2 separate regions of the Anas platyrhynchos genome follow, and region 2 is linked to region 1. The links are chromatin contacts, called in public Hi-C maps. All regions are on one chromosome and are shown on one strand. The core of a region is the stretch at or near the end of the contact, and the rest is flanking DNA. Distances in the headings are between cores, read along the strand shown.

What was found. A called contact is a pair of places that touch in the nucleus more often than the background predicts.
Region 2: a contact with region 1 is called in a Hi-C map of skeletal muscle, with 3 times the contacts expected there. The contact joins two enhancer-like sites. A contact is called at or near these places in 3 of 8 Hi-C or Micro-C datasets (liver, skeletal muscle and subcutaneous adipose tissue).

What each region holds. Positions count from the first base shown.
Region 1 is chr3:46,750,745-46,756,348 of IASCAAS_PekinDuck_T2T, forward strand. LOC106016325 (a long non-coding RNA gene) reads left to right here. Exons shown (of 5, transcript XR_005264692.2): 2 at 4,489-5,604. It overlaps KIF25 (kinesin family member 25), which reads right to left. Exons shown (of 16, transcript XM_027454235.3): 15 at 5,480-5,604; 16 at 4,020-4,234. The coding sequence ends at 4,077. Among named protein-coding and RNA genes, the nearest start is that of KIF25, 41 kb to the right of the region's middle. Within about 2 kb of position 2,692, at least 2 of the 8 cell types and tissues checked have an H3K27ac peak or open chromatin away from gene starts, as enhancers often do.
Region 2 is chr3:46,828,478-46,834,081 of IASCAAS_PekinDuck_T2T, forward strand. All of the region lies in intron 23 of AFDN (afadin, adherens junction formation factor), which reads right to left. Among named protein-coding and RNA genes, the nearest start is that of KIF25, 36 kb to the left of the region's middle. Within about 2 kb of position 2,439, at least 1 of the 8 cell types and tissues checked has an H3K27ac peak or open chromatin away from gene starts, as enhancers often do.

The DNA of each region.
Region 1 (5,604 bases), core at 1,442-3,941:
TTGGGTAAAAGCACAGGTGGAAAGGATTCCTGTTGTGAGGCAACGAGGCTGTTAAACAGCCTGTATAAAACCCGTCCACGAGCTCAGGGAGGGATTTGCAGTAGAGCACGGAGGTGTGTTATCAGCTGGCTTTAGCACTCCCCACGCTGCCCGCGTGGTTCCTGCAACATTCGAAGCTCCGGGCAGGCGCTGCGGTGCCCCAAGGCCTGTGGCCTTCCCTCGCTGTCCCCTGCCCCCTGCACCATGCCTGCCCCTAAATGTCACCAGAGACCAGCCAAGCACAGTTTTAGGACGCTGATGGTTTGGACACGTTGCCAACCCCAGTCAAGACCACTGGCACCATGCCCTTTATTAAAGATGAATCCGAACAAACAGCACCGAGCGCGGCTGTCGGCTCCCCCCAGGCAGAGCCCTACGTGAGCTCAAAAACACTCAACTTCTCTTTCAGACTGTGTCTCTCTCATTTAGAAACCGAATACGCTGCAAGATTAAAATCTTGCTTTGTTAAAAGGGATGTAGGGACAGAAAAACATCCTAGGCAACAATTCCCCTCGCTCACGCCCTTCAATTAGATCACCCTCTGCCCTCCTCTGGACAGCGCGTGGCTCGCGGTGCTGTCTGGCGGGGCTATTTTTAAAGCATTGCTCAAAAGCCACGCGGGGTTTGTGAGAGGCTGGGTACGTTCAGCCTGTCTGCAACCTGGGCCTGCCTCTTCTCCCTCTGCAGCCGCTGCCCCTGCTTGCTCTGGTGGCGGAGGGGTCACAGGCCCGGCGGCTTGTGACTGCTTGCCCACAGCAGGAGCTGAAAGCCTTTCCCAAAACTTCCCCCCCTTCTTGCCTGCGCCTTCTGCGGAGGTTTGGAAAAGCTCTTTGTCAAATGGAGTCGGCGATGATGACTGTTTAATAACAAATTAAGCATTTTTGTGACCCTTCCAATGCTAATTATGGTTTTCCTAGCCTGAGCAGCCTCTCTTTGCGGTGTGGCTGCTGCCAAGGCATGAAGCCACACGTGGAAATTGAATGTATAACATTCAAACTTCAGCATAGGTCGGGGTTTTGTTTCAGACTTGGCCAAAGGTGTGGGCGGGTTTAATTACCGCTTTTATTTATTGATTGATTTTTTTAACCCTGTGCTGAGCTGCAGCACTGTTAAGCAATTGTGCTCGTTTGCAAATCAAGTCTCTTCCCTGCTCTCTGCTGCTCAGAGCGCTCCCAGGTCAGGGGGAAGCTCAGCGGCTTCTGCACAAAGGGCATAGGGATCCCCAGCGTGAATGTCCTATGATCTGGACAACTTCCTGCGTGGGGCAGGACGTGAGCTCCAGTTCTTTGTCTCCAGACCAGATCCCGATGTTCTGCTTTTACGGAGGGCACTCGGTGGTGAGTCAGAGGCTGTGCAAGCAGGGGTCGAGGAGGTGAGGGCTGGAAGCTGCTTCCCTTCACACCAGGTGCTTGGGGACACGTGGGCATGAGCAGTGGCCTCCCAGCAGCTGCTGCGCTTGTCAGGCTACACAGCATTTGCCCCTTGGCCAACCTGATGCTAAACCGAGTTGCTGAAATATTCCCAGGGCCAAATTGCCTGGTGTGCCCTGTGGTTTGTGGAATGGTTTGAGAAGGAGGTGGAGGCAGCTAGCTGCCACTGCACGTGTAGTTTGCTCAGCTCATGGGCAGGGCAAGGCAAAAGGCAGAATAAATTCTAGAGGAGCATCTGAAGCCTGGTTCAGCGGGTAGCAGCTGCGTGGTGCCTATTTTGCAGTCTGTATTGCAGCTGGCAAGGGGACAGGGCAAGGTGCGATGCAGAACGCAGGTACCAGAGAAAAGCCATTTCGCCCTTGCAACTTTTGCCCTTCTTTCCTTCAGTGCATCGAAGCTGGTGCTGGGATTGAGAAATCAAGTGTCTGTAACCCAGGAAATTCCCAAACTGAAAGTTCTTAGGGCAAAATGTTAACCCTGCTGCCCTGCATAGCCTGTACGCTTCGCTGCGTAGGCCAGGGAGTAATATGCTACACTGGAAAGGAAAACAGGAATAGGGAATGCTGCATATGCACCATTTGGCAGAGTTTATGTTAATGTAGAAACTTAAACTTTTGGTATTTGCTGATATTTAAAGGTTTTATTTCTCAGCTTTAACAATAGGCATTGCTGCTTTTTCCCTGTCACACAGATGATAGATAAAGGCCAAGTTTTAGAGAGCAGCTCCAGAAAAGCAAGCACGGATCATAACAAGTTACATGCAACACTTAGAAAGTGCAAAATCCTCAAAAATATTTGAGGGCCTTAAAGATGCTGGTGGATTCAGCTAGCCCTCTCATCCCTCTCATGTCACTTAACCACTTTCAGAGCTCTAATCGTGGCTGATTTAGTAGCCTTGTCATCGGACTAGGGCAAGCTTGAAGCTGTCTGCTCCTGCATTTCGCTTAACAGGCTGACATTCCTCACTCTGACACTTTCTTATCTGAGATTCCTTCAGTGACCGTTCAGCTTTATAAGGTCCCGTGTCCAGATTCTTTTTCTACCCGTCTGTTACTGCTGGAATCGGGTAAAGTTGAGGCATTTTTAACCTCATGACATTATTTAGGAAAACAAGTCTTATTACAGCTCTCCAAGTTGCAATGCCAATGTTCTGAGCACCAGAGCACCGCATGCAACACAGCAGCTGTTACATATTCAAGGGTGAAATTCCAATAATAGTATGCTATATAATTTCTGGATAAATATTTACGCTTGTGAAGGCTAAGTGACTTGGAGTACTATAAACTCCAGCCTTTGGGGCAGGCCACTGCAACTTAAGCCTTCTTGCAGTGACCTAGTGCTGACCTTTCTCCCAGGCTAGAGGCAGAGTGATTGCTGGAGGTAAAAATTCAAAGTGAATCCTGAGGCCTCTGCTGAGCTATAAAGCAGTGCATAAAATGCATCAGATGTTATTTGAATGCATCTACTCATCTCAGAATCACTTCTCACCTTGCCTAAGTTTCCTTGAAACATCTGTCCATATAACTTCATTCACTAACCCCGTGCGATGTCGTTTCACTATTGGTGAAGGAGTGTAAAAGCCTCTTGAGGATGACTAGCATCATATCATGAGCTGGGTTCTTGGTGTTTTATTCATTTGATAGATGGGAGGCGTGTATTTATGCTGTTAGAGTGTGCGGACAACTTCAATGTTGTGGTGTGGTTAACTTTGGAAATGCAACTGAAACAACAAGCAGGACTGCTACTGAAATGGTTGTAGGAATTAGGTCCTGTTAGCCATTAGGAGCTGTAGTTCTGGGTCCTTCAGCCCTCATGGAGTGAGCAAACAAACAAACAAGAGGCAAAGCTGTAGTCATTGTAGTCATGTACAGCTGTAGGCAAGCTGTAGCAGAGCTGGGATTCGCTCCTTCCACTTAACCTGAACATGTTTTTAAAAAGCTGTGTGACCCCTCACTTGCTTCCTAAACTCCATTCCAGAGGTGTAACAGCTGTAGCCTTACTCCTTTTTCTCCATCTCACTAGTGCTGTTATTCCATACCTAAAACCAGAGAAAACTCCATTCAGTACAGCTGATGGGCTCCTTTACCCTCCTACCTGTCAACAGTGCACTGGGAATGACCCCATCCACGCGAGACAGAAGAGCGAGCCGTGATGGTGTGTCTCATTTTAATGTAAGCTGTGAGGAAGTATTTCATTTGCTGCTCTGAAGCACTGGAATGCTGTTCAGACTCCTGCCTTCTACTGAGAAAACAGAAGGCAGCCTTGGCCTTTCAGAAGCGAGCCATCCTAAATCAGGGGTCTGTTGACTTAGTTCTACTTACTTGCCTAGAGGAAACACATCGCCAAAACTATGTCTTGAAGTAGCTTTCCTAAGAAAGCCTGATTTATTTCTATGAGAGTCCACCATGGCTGGTAGCTGTTGTCAATTCTTGTTATTATCTTTGGAGCTAGAACATTATCAGCAGGTTTATGGCTTACTAATGCCATGTTGAGGATTGCTTATTTTATCTGGCAGTTGATATCTAAAAGAATGGCTTTAGGACAACGATATACATTTCAGCCTGAGGAACTCATTAATAATACTTTAATCCATGGGAGTCTTAGGTTTTATTTTGCTTTACTCTGCACTGGGAGATTTTTTTTCTTGATCTGTCCTCTCTGAACTTGCCGAGCACGAGTTCCAAATCCCAGAGACTGCAGAGATTCTGTCAAGTACTTCTGGTCGGGAGAGATGCACAGCATCACCAGCAGTTTGGCATCACCTCCTGGAAGCAGGAAAAAGCCCAAACATGCTCATTTATCTTGTTATTTTCAGTAAGTTATGCACCAGTAATGTACAGATGTACATAGTGACCAGTATAGGCTGCCAGTGCTTCTATGAAGCAGAAGACAACATGAGGAAGGCTACGGAAAACAGGCAACTCCTTAAAATGAAGCCTATGTCTACCAATATGATGCTTTTTTCAGTAGGATAAACACTTCGTAATTTGTAATATAGATTTTTTTTTTTCCCTTACAGCATTACCAGTTAGTCTGCGTGTATCTTAAGGTCTGGACACCTCATTAAGCTTTGTCAAATGATTGCAAATTCAGGATCTTCTTTGTGTGACATTTTTTTATCATGTTTGTGACAAAAAAGCAAAACAGATTTAGTAAAAGTTCAGAGAATGATCAAGCAAACAAGGAAATCACCACTTTCAACACTTTATGTAAACAGTGTCACCCAGGTCATGCACCAGACAGACGTGGTTAAAGCCAGGCTCGGTGCCCACACAGCTTAGCTCCTGGACTTGTTTCTTTGGCTTTCCCCTTTCACAGGATGGACTCTAGCAGTAGATGAAATTAGAAGTTCAAGCACAGTGCATAGTCTTTCAGAAACTCTGCAGAGCTATTACCTGAGTCACTGCCAAAGCTTTGAACTGGAGACTAAAAGCACGAGGGCTGATGCTTTCCGGCAGAAGAAGAATGGACTACCCCATGGACTGACACGGATTCAACAGTACTGAGGGAATTCCACTTGCTTTAAAATTATTTCTGCACAGAGGAGGAGCTAGAGAGGAAGAGGTGACCCAGATACAAAGAGTCATAGTATAGTACCATGCATATGTTCTGGAGTCTCTCTCCTTTGTCCTACTGCTTCAGGGCCCAATATTAAGGAACGTGCAAATGCATGGCTGCATGCTGTAGTAGTAAAGACTGAAGCTTAACTTGAGAGTGTACGTGACCTGAAACACCAGTGAGGTACAATCATTACCCTTCGCTATCCTGATAGAGATGTGATTATTCTAAATGCATTCATAAACTGAACCTTGGCAAACAGGAGGGCTTTGCCAAATTCAGAGCTCTCCCTGTACTCCCGGAGCTGTGTAGTCACACCACTCCTGCAAACAGAGGCGCACGTAGGAGGAGTGTCACTGCACAATCCTCCTCTGGCTTTGCGCAACAAAGGAGGGGAAAAGACTGGGAAATTAAGTCTATGTTGTTAAATGAAAGCCAGAATACTTCCTTACCTACAGAGTCCTGGAGCAGATGCGTGAGTTTGCTGTTTCGGTAGGGGACGTGAGATCTTTGCTCTGCTATCGCTCCGAGGACGTCGGCCAGGGCAGACAGGCTGCGGTTAATGAAGGACGTCTCT
Region 2 (5,604 bases), core at 1,189-3,688, 77 kb after region 1:
ATCATGTAAATTCAACCTCAAAACACGCTATAAATTTGATTAGAAGAAAAGTGGTAAGTCCACACTGGTACCTACAGATTATATTTTGCAAAAATACTTATGAAACTTCTTAAACCAATTATTTTCAGGCAAGAAATCCCGACCTGTTAAAGGAAGAAACTAAAAATGCACACTATATACCCAAACCACAAAGTAACACATATAAATACTAAAATAGCAGACAACTTAATGAACAAGAAAATTGCAGCTTATGAGAGAAAAATTAGCAATAGCTATCACTTCATTTGTTTCAGGACAAGATGTTTTATCTTTTCTCTATTACGATGAATCAACAAAACAAAACAAAAAAAACCAGACCATAACACATTTACAATACAAAGAGAACAACATCTGAAAACACAACAAAAGACTGCAGAGCACACTTAATCAACTTCAACTTCAGCAAGAGCTTTCAGCTCTTCCAAAAAGCTATCTCAATGAACAACGAATTTGGAGAGCCAGGGGCCAGCAGAAAATGGTCAGTATCAAAATCTGACCTGAGAAACAACTATTAATTACATATATACATAATATATATGTTGACATATGATTGACAGACATATGTTTACATGGTTGACTTTTTTGTTATTAATTCAGAGAAGAGTAATCCCTAAACATTTCCTATAACATTTAAAGTTCATTAAACTGTAACGAATAGGAATTTTACTAACCTAAAATCTCAAAATTTAAGCTGACTTTGCTAGGGCAGACTTACACTTAATAAATCAACATAAGCTGCACAGAAAAATTATTTTTCAAGGAAGCATCAAAATAACACAGACTGTTTTTCTACTATTAAACCAATGTAATTATGAAGCTCCTTGTTAGAAACATTTCTCAGAAAATATTATTCCTTGATCACTGAATTTCAAGAAAGCATATCCAAATTATTTTCTGTATTATTCAAGCTAGTTTCACTTTCAGAAGATGACAAACTCTATTGTAATGGGTATAGCATACTGTATCTTCAAGCCTTTTGTTTGTATGCCTTCGCGTTTTTTCTTCTTTTAATTACTAGACAGAAAGGAAGTCCACTAATTAAGATACCACAAAAAGCATGAAAGTAAGCCCTGGGTAAATACTTCTATTTTGAAAATTAAGAAGTAACACAAATTCTGTAAACTGCTGTTTATAAATGTCTTCTAAATAAGCAGAACAACTGGAAAATGTAAGCTAATATCCCAAGACACATCACCAGACAAAGTAATTTAGTCAAGAATTTACTGAATAAATGAAGAAATAAATTAGTTGACCAGAAGACTATTCTGAAAGGTCTGCAAAAGTAGAAAAGACTTGCAACGACGGCAACTTTTCAAGATTTCAAGAACAATTTTGGCATCTGTGGTCAGTACACTTTCAGTCTCTAGAATGCAGGTACAATACACTTAAGTCATTCCATGGATACAAGGGGGAAGGAGGGAGCTGGCAGGGGGGTGAAAAAAAGGTGTTCAAATCCTAGATTTGTGAAGAAAAAGTACCAACCCCGAAAACAGCTTTATTTAAGGGATTCCAACTCTTAAGTCAGACAGGCTGCAAACAGAAAAATCTGCTAATTGACTCAGATTCATGGCAGAAAAACTTATGCAAAGATTTTATATGTATTGTCTAAATGGACATTTCTGTCATCTATTCCTGCTATGATTCTCTGCTGGACTACAAAAAATCATATTAATCATATGATTGTGAAAAATCTTATCAAAGAAGCCAAAGGACCAAGCTGCATAATGCAGCCACTGTAACCACAGCTTTTGAGACAAACTAACCTTTTTCAAAATTATTATTATTTCTTACATCGGCTTTTATGTGTCATCTATCAAACAACACAACAGTCCATACTTGTTTTCACATTTAGCATTGCTTTGCAAGCACCTCCTTGGTCTCACAGGATTGTGCTCAGAACTCTGCATTTGCTTCAAAATTTACAAGAGCTGTAGAAACAGAGGAGGGGGAATTAAAAAGGGGCATTTTTATTGAGTAATCAGACTGAGTGGTAATGAAAACAGTAAGAAACTACAGTGATCTGAAACACTACAGTGATCTAAAAAAAGACTACTCTGACATACCAGAACAGTGCAGAAATGTGGATGGACAAGAATACAGGATTAATGAATTAATAAAAATTACAGAATTAAAGCAAATACTTAAAAAGAATACATTTTACTGCTAGAGTTGCTATGCCACAAGACAGATGAGTTTTATTAAACTTCCTCGTAAGTAGTGATCACAGGAAAATTTGGCTCATACATCACAACCTCCATACAACTGGAACATAAATAGCGCAACAGCGTGAACAGTAACATCAGATATAACCTCCCCAGTGGCAGCACCATACCCAGCCCCCAGACTGGTTATTCAGTCACCACGGAACCATTAAAAGCAGACAAATTTCCACCCCTGCCTCCTCCCCGTGTTGCACTTGCCAGGATAAGCAGCCACGATGGGATGGTGGAAACACGCAGCTGAGGCTAAAAGCCAAGCACCCACGCCACGCAGGGACCTACAGCCTGTAGACACCAAGCTGTCCCACTGGTACTAAATGGGGTGATAACCCCTAGCAATTGAGCTACTATCCTCTTCCAACATGATGCTGCACTAGAAGCTGTGGTGGAACAGCAATGAGCTGTACTTTCTGCTAGGTTGGTAATATTCTTGCCGTTTCAGTAGATCTGTGGAGTGACCCAGTTATTTTCATGACTTGAATTAGAACATTAAAAAAAACAAACACTTTTCCAGTTGTTTGCAAAATTGTAGTATTAAATAACGAAGGTAAAATTAATGCATCTGCAAAGCATATCTATCTGCGTGTACTGTGCCTAACCAAACCGGTAATTCTCCAGACAACTGACAGTAAGGTCTTGTCATTACTTGTTCTGACCTATCATTTTCCCATACCGGTTTAGATTCACATGCTTTGTTGGAGCAGTTTTATTGGAGTGCTGAACACTTTTCAATAAAAACCGCCAGAATCGTGTTTGGTTAAAGAAAAAAAAAAAAAGCATCTCAATAAAAAGATTTTTTTTTTTTTTTTACATTAAACGTTTACAAGAAATTCAAGTCTTCCTAATGACCTTCCAGTACCAATTTGAAGATCTGTCTTCAGTACTTGAATATTTAAATATTTGCAAGCGTCACATAATTTGTAACATGGAGAAGCAGTCTTGAAATGTAGGCATCTTTACCCTCCAGTTATAGTTTGGCTGAATCTATTAAAACCCCATAAAGTTACAAACTTTTTTCAAAGCAGTTTTCAATGTACATAGCCTCAGCTATCAAGACTAGCTGTCAAAACACTCTGGACTGCAAGTTTGCAGACACTGTCAGATTATTTATTTATTTATTTATTTTTAATTTCCAAGACTTGCTTGTATTTTTCATGATCTTGCAAAAAAATAAAGACAACTTCATTTAAATAACGTATATTGCACACATTCATGTGCACACACACTGCTGAACCATTAGGCCCTGGCGTCTCTCGTAATAGTTCAAGGACTATTATAGTTCAAGGATTGACTCTGCTTCCGAAGTTGGTCTTTTTCATTAATTTTATGTTTAACTTCATAAAAACTACTATTTAAAACAGAATGAATCCCTGCAACTAAAGTGTGTTTAAAGAAAACCATAAAGCTCTGCCCCATGACTGTAATCTAGCTATCAGGCCTGAAATCTTTTATCTGCCTACACCCAGAGCAGATTGTACTGATTTTTATCAGGGCTAATTCTCTGATTCCAGACTCTTAAGTTTACGCAGAAGATCTTCGTAAATTTTTATAAACATCCTTAAAGGCAAGTTTATGCAGCAGAGTCAAGTCTCAGTCTGACCTCCCTGGCAAGTAGCAGGTCCAGAAGCATTGAAATAATCCAAGCTTATAAGCACTTTAAAGAATACCAGTTTAGTAAACTATGCAGCCAGTTTACAAATGTACTCTTTGCAAAAAGTAAAAGTTTCTAAACACTCCCTCTCCCTCAAACACTCATTCCCTAAAGCTGAATACATTTTCTCGTCTGCATCTGGCTGAGAACAAGCCTATTTATCTGCATTATGTACAGAACATAGCATGCCTACGATTCACTGAGCTACTTGCTGTCAGTCCAGAACCCAGCTCTGCAGCTAGCCGGCCCGCCTGCAGTAAGGGCAAGCTTCTTTTCCGTGTAGATCAGAGAAAAAAAGTTTGGCAGAGGAAGGAAAGGCCTCTGCTACTTCAGGACCTACTTAGAGGCTTTGAAAATCTGTCATCGTTAGACAAAATATTTTATAGCACGCTGTACAGAAACGAGGTGAAGCAGCTTACTGTCTGTTAGTTGTGGCCACAGCTGCTGTGAGTCGTGCAGTAGCCTGGATTAAAAAGAGTTTTAAAATTGACCCGTGCTCCATATATGTAAACGTCTGCTTTCCTCCCTCAAATCCTCCACTAGAATTTCGGGTGGGAAAATACCAAACTGTTTCATAGTTGGACAAAATACAGTCACAAGCAGGGAAAACATTTCCAATTAAACTAAATGGGAAATGGGGATTCAGCCTGTGGTGAAAATCAACGTTATTAGCAAGCAAAGAAATATTGCACAAATAAAAAATATATGGCTTACAATTCAGAGAAAATCTAGGCTGCAAGCTGTACAATATAACTGGATTCTGAAGCATCCAACATAACCTAGAAACTTTACGTCCACATACCTATAACCTCTATGTACAAATAGATTCAAAAGGGGTAAATATAAAGGACTGAAGAGATTTGTTGTTCTCTTTACTGGAATAAGGGTTTCCAGTTAAGTGCCTGTCACGTTTTGTTTTGTTTTTGTTTCTAAGTAAAAGAACATTTGCAATCAAGATTGACTTGGGTACAAAGCAAGTAAGTAAATGCATCTTTTATCTTCCTAAAGTTTGTTCCTTCCAGGAGACCAAAGAACCTCAGATGTTGTGTAATGGACTTCCTGAGACGGTCAAAATAGATCACATAGTTTTGTATGTAGTCTCGCATGTATGCAAACTTTCTTTCAACCAAATTACAGCATTCAGAATCCCCCATAAAACAAATAGATGAACATGGGCAGCAGGTATGCAGACACAAATAACTGTAACATCGTCTGTGCTAGACAGAAGTATATGACTTCTAACATGATTTCTCTTGTACTCTGAAAATTGAGGGCTTCCAAAAGATATCTGGATGAAAACCAAAGCAACTAAGTCAACTAGTGAAAGTAATTAGCCTAAAGTCATATTCTGAGACTGAAATCAAGCGTGCAACAGTTTCTACAGAACTATACTTTACTTTTGATCCAATGAAACCCAAACAGCAGTAGGTAAAGGCAAAAAAATTCATACTATGCCTTCGTAAAAGACTATGTAAGTTTTGGTCAGTGGTCTTCTGTAACCTTTCACCATTATAAATGCTGCAACTTCAGAGTCATATGATATTGCACAAACTCATAAAAGGCATGTTTATTTTTTAACAAAAGAAATTAAACACACAAGTCAGTTTGAATCTACGTAGCTTTTGTTTCAAAGGAAAAAAATCTTTTCCTGAGTTCAAGGAATACATATTGCTTGAGCTCTACTGCCCTAAACAA